Regions from separate parts of the Mus musculus genome. Here all the other regions are linked to region 1. Evidence: chromatin contacts called from public promoter capture Hi-C data. All regions are on one chromosome and are shown on one strand. The core of a region is the stretch at or near the end of the contact, and the rest is flanking DNA. Distances in the headings are between cores, read along the strand shown. Region 1 holds the start of Ggt1 (gamma-glutamyltransferase 1). Region 2 holds the start of Pwp2 (PWP2 periodic tryptophan protein homolog (yeast)). Region 3 holds the start of Pfkl (phosphofructokinase, liver, B-type).

Evidence for each region. Promoter capture Hi-C pulls out the DNA fragments that hold promoters and counts their contacts.
Region 2: a promoter capture Hi-C map of liver shows a contact between it and region 1, with 4 times the contacts expected there. The contact joins the promoter of Pwp2 here to the promoter of Ggt1 in region 1. A contact is called at or near these places in 2 of 39 promoter capture datasets (both in liver).
Region 3: a promoter capture Hi-C map of liver shows a contact between it and region 1, with 4 times the contacts expected there. The contact joins the promoter of Pfkl here to the promoter of Ggt1 in region 1. A contact is called at or near these places in 2 of 39 promoter capture datasets (liver and neutrophils).

What each region holds. Positions count from the first base shown.
Region 1 is chr10:75,562,290-75,566,358 of GRCm38.p6, reverse strand. It overlaps Ggt1 (gamma-glutamyltransferase 1), which reads right to left and starts at 2,227. Exons shown (of 15, transcript NM_001379537.1): 1 at 2,101-2,227; 2 at 1,454-1,538.
Region 2 is chr10:78,183,379-78,187,447 of GRCm38.p6, reverse strand. It overlaps Pwp2 (PWP2 periodic tryptophan protein homolog (yeast)), which reads left to right and starts at 2,299. Exons shown (of 21, transcript NM_029546.2): 1 at 2,299-2,377; 2 at 3,278-3,390. The coding sequence starts at 2,360. Trappc10 (trafficking protein particle complex 10) reads left to right here. Exons shown (of 23, transcript NM_001081055.2): 23 at 1-2,026.
Region 3 is chr10:78,007,524-78,011,592 of GRCm38.p6, reverse strand. Pfkl (phosphofructokinase, liver, B-type) reads left to right here and starts at 1,786. Exons shown (of 22, transcript NM_008826.5): 1 at 1,786-1,994. The coding sequence starts at 1,910.

The sequences.
Region 1 (4,069 bases), core at 978-3,477:
GGAAGAAACCTGTAAGCTTAGAGGCTGGAGCTGGAGACTTCCTGAAGAGGCAGCTTCGGACAAGTCATGGGTGGTGTGGAGGAGGTCTCTTGACTTCCCTTGGCCTCACCCTTGAACTCTTAAGGTGTCAGGGCTGGAAAAGCCTACGTGCCTAGACCTTGAAAGTTCGGCTAGTCTGGACTTTGAGAACCCTGTGAGGCTGGTGAATATATCACCATGCTGGGTAACCCATTAACCCCGGCTTGCTCATTAAGACCCTTGCGGGTGTCTCTTTGCTCCTTGGTTTGCTCTGGGGAACTGGGCAGAGGGCAGCTGTGAGAAGGGGTGTTGGTGTGGACACTGGCCCAGCGGGGGCTCTCTGTGTGTTTAATTTCTGCAAGAGCTTTTGCTGGACAGTGTGGCCTAGGGCGGGGCTACACCACCTGCTCCTTTCATCTTAAGGTCACTCCTCTTTTAGGAGTTCATGCCCTGGGGGGACCTTGGCCAGGCAGGAGACTTAGGAACACATTTAGGGGGTGGCTTGGGGAATTACTCCAGCTCCCCTGCAGAGAAGTGGGTTCACAGTGGTCCCCAAGGCACTTCCTGTTTCAAAGGGCTTATCTTCCCGCACTCCATCTTAGAAAACCCGGTCCTAGTAAAGCCAGACTTGAGCTGTCAGTACCGGAAACCAAATGCTGGAGGGTTGCAGCTTAGTGGGTTGGGGAGGGGTTCAGCCAACCACTTCCTGAAACTCTCTTCGTACAGTCCAACCACACCCCATGGTAGTACTGACTTACCTGAATGTCAGGAAGCTCTGGGCAGGGCTTGAACCCCCAGTGGGTAAGGTTCACAGCTGAGGTCGATAGTCTAAACCTCAGAAGTCAGTTCAAGTAATTGAGATGGGTGGGTCCTTCCCTCCCCACACTCCGGTTCTCTTGGGACAGGATCTCCCTCCCCACCCTGAAAGCCAGCAACCCTGAGACTCCCCTGGTAAACTGGTGGGATGAAACTGACTTCAAATCCAAAGTCACAACAGCTTAATGAACGTGAGGATCACAGATTCTCAACCTTCCCTCTGATTTTCCAACACCCTAGAAAAGTCCACCCTTGGGGGGAGTTCTTCATCTCTAAAAGCAGCTGGCAAGTTCTCCCCTAGCGTCGAGCCCCAGCTTGTGACTCCTTCGGCTCATTTTGGATGGGTCTGGTCTCAGACCCTTCTAATCATCCCAGGCCACAGATCACAGATGCAGGGGACACCCATGCCCTGTGACTACCTGCATAGAGTGCCTGACCACACATAGACCACAATGACCAGACAGAAGAATCCGTAAATGGGCCACTGTTACCCAACGGTGTTGAGGAAGTACTCTCTGAATGACCACACCACAGCAAGGTCAGATTTTCTGCCTTCTGCCCCCCCCCCCCGCAAGCCTGGCTTTTTGGTGCTGCCCGTTCACCCCATCCCAGTACTCGCCTTTGGTGTGAGTGGAGCCTGTACTTAGCCAAGCGCGTGGGCCTCCGGGATGGTCAGCTTGTTAATTCCTGGGAGCATTCAGCATCTGGTGAGTGAAGTCCAACTCCAGAATTCATCAGCAGAATAACAGAAATGTGCACCCCATAGCTCCCGGTTTCATGCCTGACCTCCCTGAGAGCTGGGGACCTGGGAAACCTTCCCTTTCTGGCCTTGGTTTCCTCTCCAGAGAGGATCAAGGGAGCTTGAGGACTGGATGAAACAGACAGACTTCAGAAGGCTCCAGAGCTCTTCAAAGCCTCAGTGTTAGCCTGGCTCTGACTCCCAGCTCTGCAGTCACTTCTGCCCCCCTTCCTGCCCGCCCCCCTTCTCAGGTGGCATTTATTGTATCACCTGGTAATTATCTGTGCTGTCTGGCATCTCTAGGGGGGGCTGGGAGGGAAGCCCTGTCTTACCCATGTCCTGGTCTCCTCACTCCCGCCCCTACCATCACATGCCACAGTCTGCAGGAAAGCCAACTAACTCACTTGTGTCTCACAGCCTCCTGGACCACAAGGCAAGCAAGCACACCTGTCCACCCACAACCTCCCTGCGACTTAATTGGTACCTAAACCGCCCAACAATTTCCCTACACTCCGTCCTCAGCTTACCCAGAGCTCCCTTCCTCTTTACATCTTCCATGCTGAGCTATATCACATTGCACATAGAGTCCAAGTCTGAGCCACCCGCTGTGTCAGATGCCCAAGGTCAACAAGTCCTAACCTGAGCTAAGCAACTACCTTCCACAAACCTCTACCAGCCACAGAAGCCAGAGTCCAGCCCTTCAGAAGCCACCCCCTGCCTCTTCACTGGTCCCTTCCAATTGGTGTTATCTGTGACCTCCTCCAAGCCACACCTAGTACCCTCCCCCACCACTCCTATCACCTGGTGACGCTTGCTCACCAGTGGTTTGCAAGGCTGCTGTTACCTTAATGGAACATTTTCCTCTCCCGCTGGAAAACCCTTCAAAGGCCCCCATTTGCCCTGCAGAGAAATTCTTGCCTTGCTGGTGCCTGCCCCTGCCCTTTCTCTGCCCTCAATGCTCCTGCCAGGACATTTTACAGGCTAAAGTCGTCTTCCTTCAGACTCCGCTAACTTATGACACCTCCCAAAATCTTTCTTGGCTCCCAATTCTGAGGAAGTCTAGGCTGCATGCACAGTGCCCAGTCCTGAATGGATCGATGCTGAGGAGTGAATGGTTAGGCTCACTGTAAAGTAAGAAAGAGGGGCTAGGTGTGGCCCAAAGGTAGAACGATCGCCAAGCATGCCAAAGATCCTGGACTCAAATATCAGCACTGATAGGAGAAGAAAAATGTCACAGAAGATTAATCACGTTAAAGAATAAAGGCGCACTTATGCAACACTATGCTATGCCAGTCTCTAATCCTATAATGCCATCGCCATTTTACAGACAAGGAAACCGAGGGTTTCAGAGGCTTCTGTGGTGTCTTGTTTTTTTTTCCCCCTTCCACCAAGTTCATGCCCACTAGGGAGAGCTCAGAGTGTGACCTTATTTAGAAACAGAGTCTTCACAAGGTAATTAGTTCGGATGAGATCATACTGGATTAGGGTAGGCCCTAAATACAGTAATTAGTGGTCTTACAAGATGGCCGGTTGGGTAGTCGCACAGGGAAGACAGCCATGTGGAGTAGGAAGCTGAGGTCAGCGCGACACAAGTACAAGCCAAACAGCCTCAAGGATTGCCAGGAAGCTCAGAAGGAGGGGAGGCAAGGAAGGATATGGCCCCATAGTCCTGGGGGCAGTGGGGGAGAGGTGGGGAGCACGGCTCTGCTTACATTAGATTTCAGGCTCCCAATAACCGGGACTTGCTGTTTTAAGCCATTGAACTTGGGGCGCCAGGTTGAAACCATCACAGGACCCTACTTTGTCTATGGCTACACACTCGGCCAAGAGCAACACAGGGAACGGAAAGCCTCTTGCCGCCTTTCCTTCTGGGGAAACTCCGTCTGCAGGCAGAAGACCCATTCCTGACAGAGTAAGCTCAGGGAAATGGTCTCCACGGAGGATCTATCTGCCTCCTTCCTCCCAGAGAAGGTTTCAAAACCATTCGGTGGCTGGGCGTGGCAGGTCAAATCTACTTTGGAAGTAGATAGAGGAAGATCAGGAGTTCAAGGTCATTACCAGCTAAGTAACTGAAACCAGCCTAGGCTATGTGAGACTATCCCAAACAAACAAACAAACAAACAAACAAGGAACAACAAACAACAGAGACTGAGTCCTAGTCACGATTACCAGGAAGCTGGAGATGACCTGATTACAGATGACCTGGCCGAATTAACAGCCTTGAGTTGGTTTGAGTTTGGGCTTTCTGACTGTGTGAAAGAGACCAATGGTGGAGCTGGTTCAGTTCCATACCCTTCTGTATGTAGCCTTCCACCATACTTGCCAGGCACTCATATCTTGGCTTCCTCTCCACGCCTGATGGGTTACCTCACGAGTAGTGAAGGTCTCAGAACAACTGAGCTATAACTGCTGCCCATAACTTATCCACAAACAGTTCCCACGTGGGGCCTTATATGTCCCCACCAAGACCTGAAGTCTGAGGACATCCTCCCTCTC
Region 2 (4,069 bases), core at 1,050-3,549, 2.6 Mb before region 1:
GTGGGCCTCCTGGGATAAAACACTGTCCTACACGCCAGAGCCCCTGGTTATGGTTTTATAGTAACAGCTTTGGGGCCGTGGGGTGGGGTGGGAGGGAACATAACCCCTTCTGTGCCTTGGGATGCCCAGCAGATCACAAGATCCATCTGTAGAAGCCACGTGAAAGGTACTGCAGAGAAGACCAGAGAGGAGGGAAGTGTGGTGTGGAGATGGCTTAGGCTAAAAGTTCTGGATCCCCGACTCCCCTAATGTTGATTGAATAACATATGCACTTGGAATTAAATCTATATTTATTATAATTGTTGGATGTGGGGGTAAAATGTTTTCTCTCACTTTAAAGTCTGCTCATGTATTGTAGCTGTATAATCGACATCTTTTGCACCTTAAGTCTTGGAACTGAAGATGCTCCATCTGGAGTGAAGATGAGAGGGGCCTCTCTTGTGCTCTGATCAGTCGTAAAGGACTCAGGGCCTGGAGGACCTCAGCTGGGCCACTGGGTTGCAGTCATACCGCACCAACGGGTTCATTTACTTTTGGTTGTAAATTTGATTGTACATATTGTTGATTTATTATTTTTAAGAGTACAGACTAACTGATGTAATGTTTGTGTATAAGTTGCACCAAAAATCAAGGACAAAATAAATGTGTGTTTGTTTTTACTGGTGTGGAAGTCATAGATTGTAAATAGATGCTGTATGTATTAAACGTTCTCAGTCCTCCAAAGTGATGTATTTTTGTATATAGGAGATAGAGTGCTCTGGGCTTATTGGCGTGGTGTCTGTGAGTGGGACCTGAGGTAGAAAGCTGGGAGAGGAGGGAGCCCTCTTCAGGAGTCGCTGCCCCCTGGGGACCATGTTTGGGCCCAGAGTCAGGGGCACAGAGAGAACCAGGAGAACCAAGCCAACACTTTCAGTATTCAGTGTATTTGCTTTTTTTTTTTTTTAAGATTTGTTTATTTATTATATGTAAGTACACTGTCGCTGTCTTCAGACACTCCAGAAGAGGGCATCAGATCCCATTACGGATGGTTGTGAGCCACCATGTGGTTGCTGGGATTTGAACTCAGGACCTTCAGAAGAGTACTCAGTGCTCTTAACTGCTAAGCCATCTCTCCAGCCCCAGGGTATTTGCTTTTAACTCAGCCAGTAAATAAAGGATAGTACGACGCCCACAACACACCACCACCAAGTGGTTTTCATTTGCAGGAATTGGAGGAATGCTTAAAGAAAATAAACACTGGGGCTGGAGAGATGGCTCAGTGGTTAAGAGCATTGGCTGCTCTACCAGAGGTCCTGAGTTCAAATCCCAGCAACCACATGGTGGCTCATAACCATATGTAATGGGATCTGATGCCCTCTTCTAGTGTGTCTGAAGACAGTGGCAGTGTACTCACATAAACCTTAAAAAAAAAAAAAACAAAAAAAAAACAAACATTTATTTAAAACCCTCTGAAAACCTATTTTATGTGCAGTTTAAAACTAATAAACTTGGGGAGCTGGGTATGCAAATTAGAACTTGGTACTTACTGAATGTCTACAGCCCTCTGAACTCTGTTTTCGGTAAACCTTTGACAGTTGGCCTGCAGATGTCAAGTCCATGTGTGGGGAGGTCTTTGAGACTTGATCCTGGCAGAAAAGCTTCCACCCGGCACTGCTAGCCTCCCGCATCCGTGTGTAGTCCTTTAGAGTGGAGTCTGGCTCTTGAGTTCACCGCCCACCCCCTGAGTTTCATATTTCTGAGTTCTCTACGGTTTTCTAATTATATATATTAAGAATAAAACAAAGGGGAGATCTAAAATGTTGGTAGTTCTGTTATTTCTCATGAAGACACCTTTCTCTGTAAGAGAGTTGGCAGCTCTTGTTCTCTGGGATGGGGTCTAGGAAAGGTGACGGCCGCACCTTGACACTGCAGGCGTTGGTTCCATTTTCACAGTGTTCTGTAACATAATGTCAGAGTAAGGCCGCTGTACTAAGATCGTTTAAAGTGTAAGCATTAAAATTCTAAAAATACACGTTTTAAGAAGAAACTCCGTTTGAACTTGGGTTTTTGTTTTTGTTTTGCACGGTTACAGGCGAGTGTGTGACGATTTGCTCGCTTTCTCAGCTCCGGACTGGGCTCTGCATGGAGACCTAGAACTTAGCTCCATTCTCCACCGTCCTAGCGGTCTCAGCTAGTTCACCGCTACGCAGCGCCTGCGTAGAGGCAGGGTGGTGGCGGGAGTGGGGGTGAGGGAGGGACGGGCGGGGCTTCCCAGGACACTAGGGTTGCGGCTCCGCCCCGGAAGTGCGCGTTTTAAGCGCCGGAGATTGTTTGTATTCCGGAAGTGGTTGCAGTACGGTACCCCACGTGTGGTTCCAGGATGAAATTCGCTTACCGGGTGAGCGGCGGGCCGGGCAGGGGCAACGGGAGGGCGATGGAAGGTTCCGAGGACGCGGGAGAGACCGAGGTCGTTGTCATCTCGGCTGCCTGTGGGAAGCACTAGTGGGTCGACCCATCGCAATCTATTGCTCCTGGTTTATACCAGGAGCTCCGGGCTCCTACCCAACAGGTCTCGGGCTGTACCCAGCCCTGTCCAAACTCCTCTTGCCAGACAACACAGCAATAGCTGCTGAAAGGCTCTTAACAACAAACTTCAAGCAACACCCAGCTCTCTACAGGGCCGCCAGTTCTTGGAGCAGTCTCGACAGCGCTCCTCTGCTGATCATACCTCTTAGGAGCCTAGCTCTGCCTGGTGTTATCTCGTTGCATAGCTGCCCACCTACACCCCAGATCGACTCCTGCCTTAGTTAGCCCAGGCAATCCCAGTAAGCAACTACCCTACTGCTCTGCTGGGCTTTGCAGTGTTTGGACATCTGTCCAATTGCCTATGTGCCGTTTCTATGTGGACATAGAACACAAGGCTCGGGTCTCTACACCCAGCTGTGTCTGCTGGATGGAGATGCTTGCCTTTGATAACTGAATGGATACACCGGGGCACTGATACTTAGCACGGTGGGCGTGGTGAGCATCTCCTGCAGCCCTGTTCACTGAAGCAGCTTCTCTTAGAATGGAGATCCTGTGCCCTTCTGTGCCTGGCAAATGCTTCCTGTCTTGGGAGTATAGTACCATTCAAGGGAACCCTGGGCTCCTGAGAATTAAGTTGGGTTCCTCCTCTGCCCAGGGGCAGGACACACCTATGGTCAGGTACTTTACTACCTATGCCCAGATGCCTCTCATCACCATTTCAGAGAGCTGACGCTGTGTTCTCTGTGTTAAAACTGATTCATTTCCTTTGCAGTTCTCGAATTTGTTGGGTACGGTTTATCGGTGTGGAAACTTAAATTTCACACATGATGGAAATTCTGTTATCAGCCCCGTGGGAAATAGAGTCACTGTGTTTGACCTTAAGAAGTAAGTATGGGGAGACAATGTTAGCAGGGACGTTATCCTCCGTGTGAAGGCTAGCCATCCTCTTTGTGGCTTGCAGGACTACTGGATTTAGGAGGACACAGGTCATGGTAGAGTTGCCTGCTGAGGTCCTCGTTTTTCATTCTAGTATCTAGAACACCAGCATTACTCTTAAAGGGAAAGGAAAAGTCATGTGCCTTTTGGCTGTTGGCTAGCAAGTAGGGGTGGTGGCAGATAGGAAGGTTATCTCAAAAGGTGAGCACTTACTGTGGGGGGAGGGGCGGCTCTAAGGGCCCCAGGACAGGTGGTTTGGAGAGTTCAGGCTGTCTTGGGTCCTTGCTCAACAGCCCTGATGGTTCCCACCTTCCCTGCTGAGATTAGGCTTAGCTTTGCTTGTCCCAACAAATGTGCTGTGGCTCCTTTTCTGACTAGGAATGACTCAGCACTTGACTGTCTGAACGTCTGTAGGCTGATCCCCTCTAGCCTGGGCAAGACCCTCCAGTTCTTCTGGCCACTGTGCTCCCATTAGCTTCAGTTAGCTGGCTAGTCCTAGACCTCCGTTACCAGACACTGTAGGCTGGGCCAGCAGTATAACCTACTGTGCCTGCTGTCGATGGATTACTGGGTCTAGTCAGGTCTTCTGTGTCACTGTCTCTTTAAATAACATCTCAGGGTCTCAGAA
Region 3 (4,069 bases), core at 537-3,036, 2.4 Mb before region 1:
ATGCCCAGCTAGTATTTTCTATAAACTACTTTGAAACTTGAGTTTACAGCAAGTTTTTCTCTCCTAACCTTTTTTTTTTAAAAAAAGATTTACTTATTTATTATATGTCAGTACACTGTAGCTGTCCTCAGACACACCAGAAGAGGGCATCAGATCTCATTACGGGTGGTTGTGAGCCACTATGTGGTTGCTGGGATTTGAACTTCGGACCTTCGGAAGAGCAGTCGGGTGCTCTTACCCACTGAGCCATCTCATCAGCCCTCTTATAACCTTTTATGCAGGAGTTATAACCCCCCTACAATCCAGTAAAACATTTTTTCTTTTTTTTCTTTAGGTTTATTTATTATGTATACTGTGTGTATGGCCTGCCTGTATGTATGCCTACAGACCCGAAGAGGGCACCAGATCCCATTACAGATGATTGTGAGCTACCATGTGGTTGTCAGGACTAGAACTCAGGACTTCTGGAAAAGCAGCCAGTGCTCTTAACCTCTGAGCCATATCTCCAGCCAAAACACCTCCCCACTCCCCACCAACAAAAGCCCTGTTATGTTCTTAGAATTTGAGTTAAACGGACCGCCCCTTCCTTCTTTCCTTTATTCCTTTTATCCCTGTTCTTGGTTTCTTTGTATAGCCTTGGCTGTCCTGAAATTTGCTCTATCGACCAAACTGACCTTCAAAGATCTGCCTGTCTCTGCTTCCTGAATGCTGGGATTAAAAGCGTGTGTCACCACTGCCAGACAATAAAAATAGCTCTTAAAGAATTTAGCAAAACCAGGCAAAAATCAACAAACTGTCAGGGTCAGATGGGGTACCCTCATCTCTGCAGGACAGCCCTACCATGGCAGCCCAGATCCAGCGCTCTGGACTGTGGGTAGCTTTCCTTGAGAGTCCTGGATCTGACCATTGCTCCACCAGCTTCGAATCCCTCTAACCAATCCTGAGGGGCTGGTTCCCCACTTTGTGCTCAGGCAAAGGCCACTCGCCTGAACCAGGAGCTGTGAGAGTTGAGAGAAGCGGCAGGTTTAGCAAATCACCCTGAAGTAAAAATGCTACGCTAAGTGTTTCTCTTTCCAAATCCCCAACTACATTCAGCAGTCGCGATGGGACGAATCGTGGCTATCGTCTCAGATACAACTGCAGCTTTCCTATGTTTTCTTTTGCTCTCTTTCTCCCTTTCTCCCTTTCTTTCTTTCTCTTTTTCTTTCTCTCTTTCTTTCTTTCTTTCTTTCTTTCTCTCTCTCTTTCCTTCTTTCTTTCTTTCTTTCTTTCTTTCTTTCTTTCTTTCTTTCTTTCTTTCTTTCTCCTTTTTTTGTTTGTTTGGCTTTTTTCCTTTTCCTTTTTTTTTTTAACTTCGGCTCGAAGGAGACTGTTGCAAGCCTAAATCAACTCAAGGAGCGGCTTAGGAATTCTCACCCAAGCCACACCTGCATCCCCGGATGCTGGCCAAGTGGGATTTAAAATGCCCGTGAGACTTGGCTACAGGTTTCCTTTAACAGCGCCTGGACAGATGTAAAATCAGCTTGCTGTAGCATGAACTCCACTTGCCCAGAAACTTCAGTCAGGCTCAGGTTGTGAACTTCATTTGGTGAGGACGTTGATCCTAGCTGCTGGGTACCTGGGGAGTTCGGTGGCGGGCCTGGGGAACCAGGGTTCCGGAACCGCTGCGCAGACATTTGTAGACTGGCGTGCGCTCCGCCTTTCTTAGCGCAGCTACCTTCTCCAGCAGCCACTAGAGGGGCGACCAGGTCCCCGAGCCTGTCAGTCAAACGTTATACTGGGGGCGGAGCCGGGGCGGGGCGGGACAAACCGGGTACACAGGCAGGCGCACGGGGCGGGGACAGGCGACAGCGGCGCGGAACGCAGAGCGGCGGGAGAGGAGCTTGGGCTCCTGGTCTCCGCTGCCGCCATGGCTACCGTGGACCTGGAGAAACTGCGGATGTCGGGGGCTGGCAAGGCCATTGGAGTGCTGACCAGCGGCGGTGATGCGCAAGGTGATGGGACGCGGGGGCGTGTTTAGGGATGGATCTGGGGTTTCTGCCTGTCCTCGGAACCCTTCGGGCTTGTCCACTGCCCCTCGCCTAGGGATCTGGGGTGTACTTGGCCAGCCAATCTCCTGTGGAGCACCGTGGCTTCAGGTCCCTGTCCCCAAGCTCCGCCCCGGGTAGCTGGCGTACGTGCTGCAGGCCACGGGCCTTGGCACGCCCCGCCCTCGCGCTGCCTAGGTCCGCCCGGTTTGGGGGTGTGTCCGCGCAGCACGCAGACTTAGGGCACCGGGCTATTCCTTTCTAGGCCACACGTGTCAGGACCTCTAAGAGAAGCACAGCCGGCCAAGTTTCACAGGCCGGAATTTGAAAGGATCAGGGACCCTGTACCCTCCCCCGTGCAGCCTGTGATTCCTACCTTCTCTGTACTGGGATGGGGTGAGACTGAGGCAGGCTTGCCCACACGCCTTTGCCTGGGCTGCTTCCTGTCCCTTGGATGGAGACTTAAGTGGAGAACAGAGGGCGTGGAGCGGGGGTATTTTTTTACCGGTGTAACAGGGCAAGCACCACAGGGCTAATAGTTGAGGGTGCACAGCCTCTTCTCGGCCTGGTAAGGCTAGGGAAAAGTCTGGGCTTGGGAGGATCTGCCCTCTTCTCAGCCCCTCTCTTGGTGGCCTGGTTCCAGGCTGACTGCTGATGTGCGAAGTCTGTGGCTCTAGTTGGGTCCGGCTGAAAAGAAATACTACCCAGTTGGGGGCTGAGGAAGACACGTGGAGCTTCAAGGGGCTTGGCTTCCCTGAGCACTGCAGTTGAGCTTCGCCATTTCCTTCCAAACATTTCAGGAAATACAGACACACATGCTCCTAAGCGGGGTTCCTGACTGCCCAGCCCTTACCTAAGAGATCGGTAGGAACAACACAGGATAGATACATCTTACAAGCATGATTGCAAGTCCAGGAAGGCAGGAAAAAATGTCACTCTGACTCCCATAATGCTGGAAATCTCAAATCTCTGTTGGGTCCCCTGGGCCTGGTCTAGGCTGGCAGTCAGCATACCCTTTTTCAGGGCTGTTTCAGCTTGTACATCCCAGTGCTGTCACTGAGACTGGGCCGGGGACCTGTGGAAGAATCACCCATGGTAGTGGACCACAAGAGAGGCCCTGACTAGGCCCACATCACCCATTAGATAGGCATTTCAGTGAGGCCAGCAGAGTCCTGAGTCCCATTTGTAGGGCTCCTGCCTCTGGCAGGCATAGATAGGCTATCCACCTCAGGCTCCTGTCTGAGCAAGGGAGGCCCCAGTGTCTGAGGGATGGTAATATTGAGTGGTCTCTGCGCGAGGACTTCTGCTGCCTTCTGTGAGAGGCAGCTGCCAGGCCAGGGCCACCAGGGTGACAGACATTTGTTTTGGAGGCTGGTGGAGGAACCAGAGACAGGAGGCCCTTCCTGGTCAGGAGAGGGTAGGCAAAACCTGCTTACATTTCCATTCTGGCTTCAGGGCAAGATCTCTACAGGTTTTCCCAGAGTCCTCTTTGGGTAGGGTCAGTATCAGTGGGCAAGGGGCAGCAGCTGGTATGGGACAGAGTGGAGCCTTCTGTTGCCTGAATTCTGGAAGCGCCTGTGGGTGTGTTCCCCAGGCCCTGCTTTCTTCTGTGCCCAGTCAGCTGCTGGGCTCCTCATGCCTTCTGTGTGCTCACGGAGCCCCATCTGCATGCAGTGAACATGTGAACACCAGTCCTCATTTGAGAAGGCAACACGGGCCTAGATCCCAGTCCTGGCCTGGCTGGAGGTAACCAGCTCCTTGGCCTAACCTGTGCGCTGCCTCTGGCCTATGAAAAGGTTTCTTTTTTCCTTTGAGCCAGGCAGGAAGACCCATCCTTTTCAGACCCAAGTCTCTCCCTTCCTGTTGGCCAAGAGTCATGTTAGGGAACTGAGGAGGGCTGCTGTTCACCAAAGTCTGTTTGACTGGAGGACTTTGTTTAAAAAGAACCACAGGTAGAAAAAAAAAAAAAAGCAAAACAAAAAAACCAATTAACCAAACAACTGCAACAAACCAGCCTGGCTAATCTCAGTCACATCGAAGCC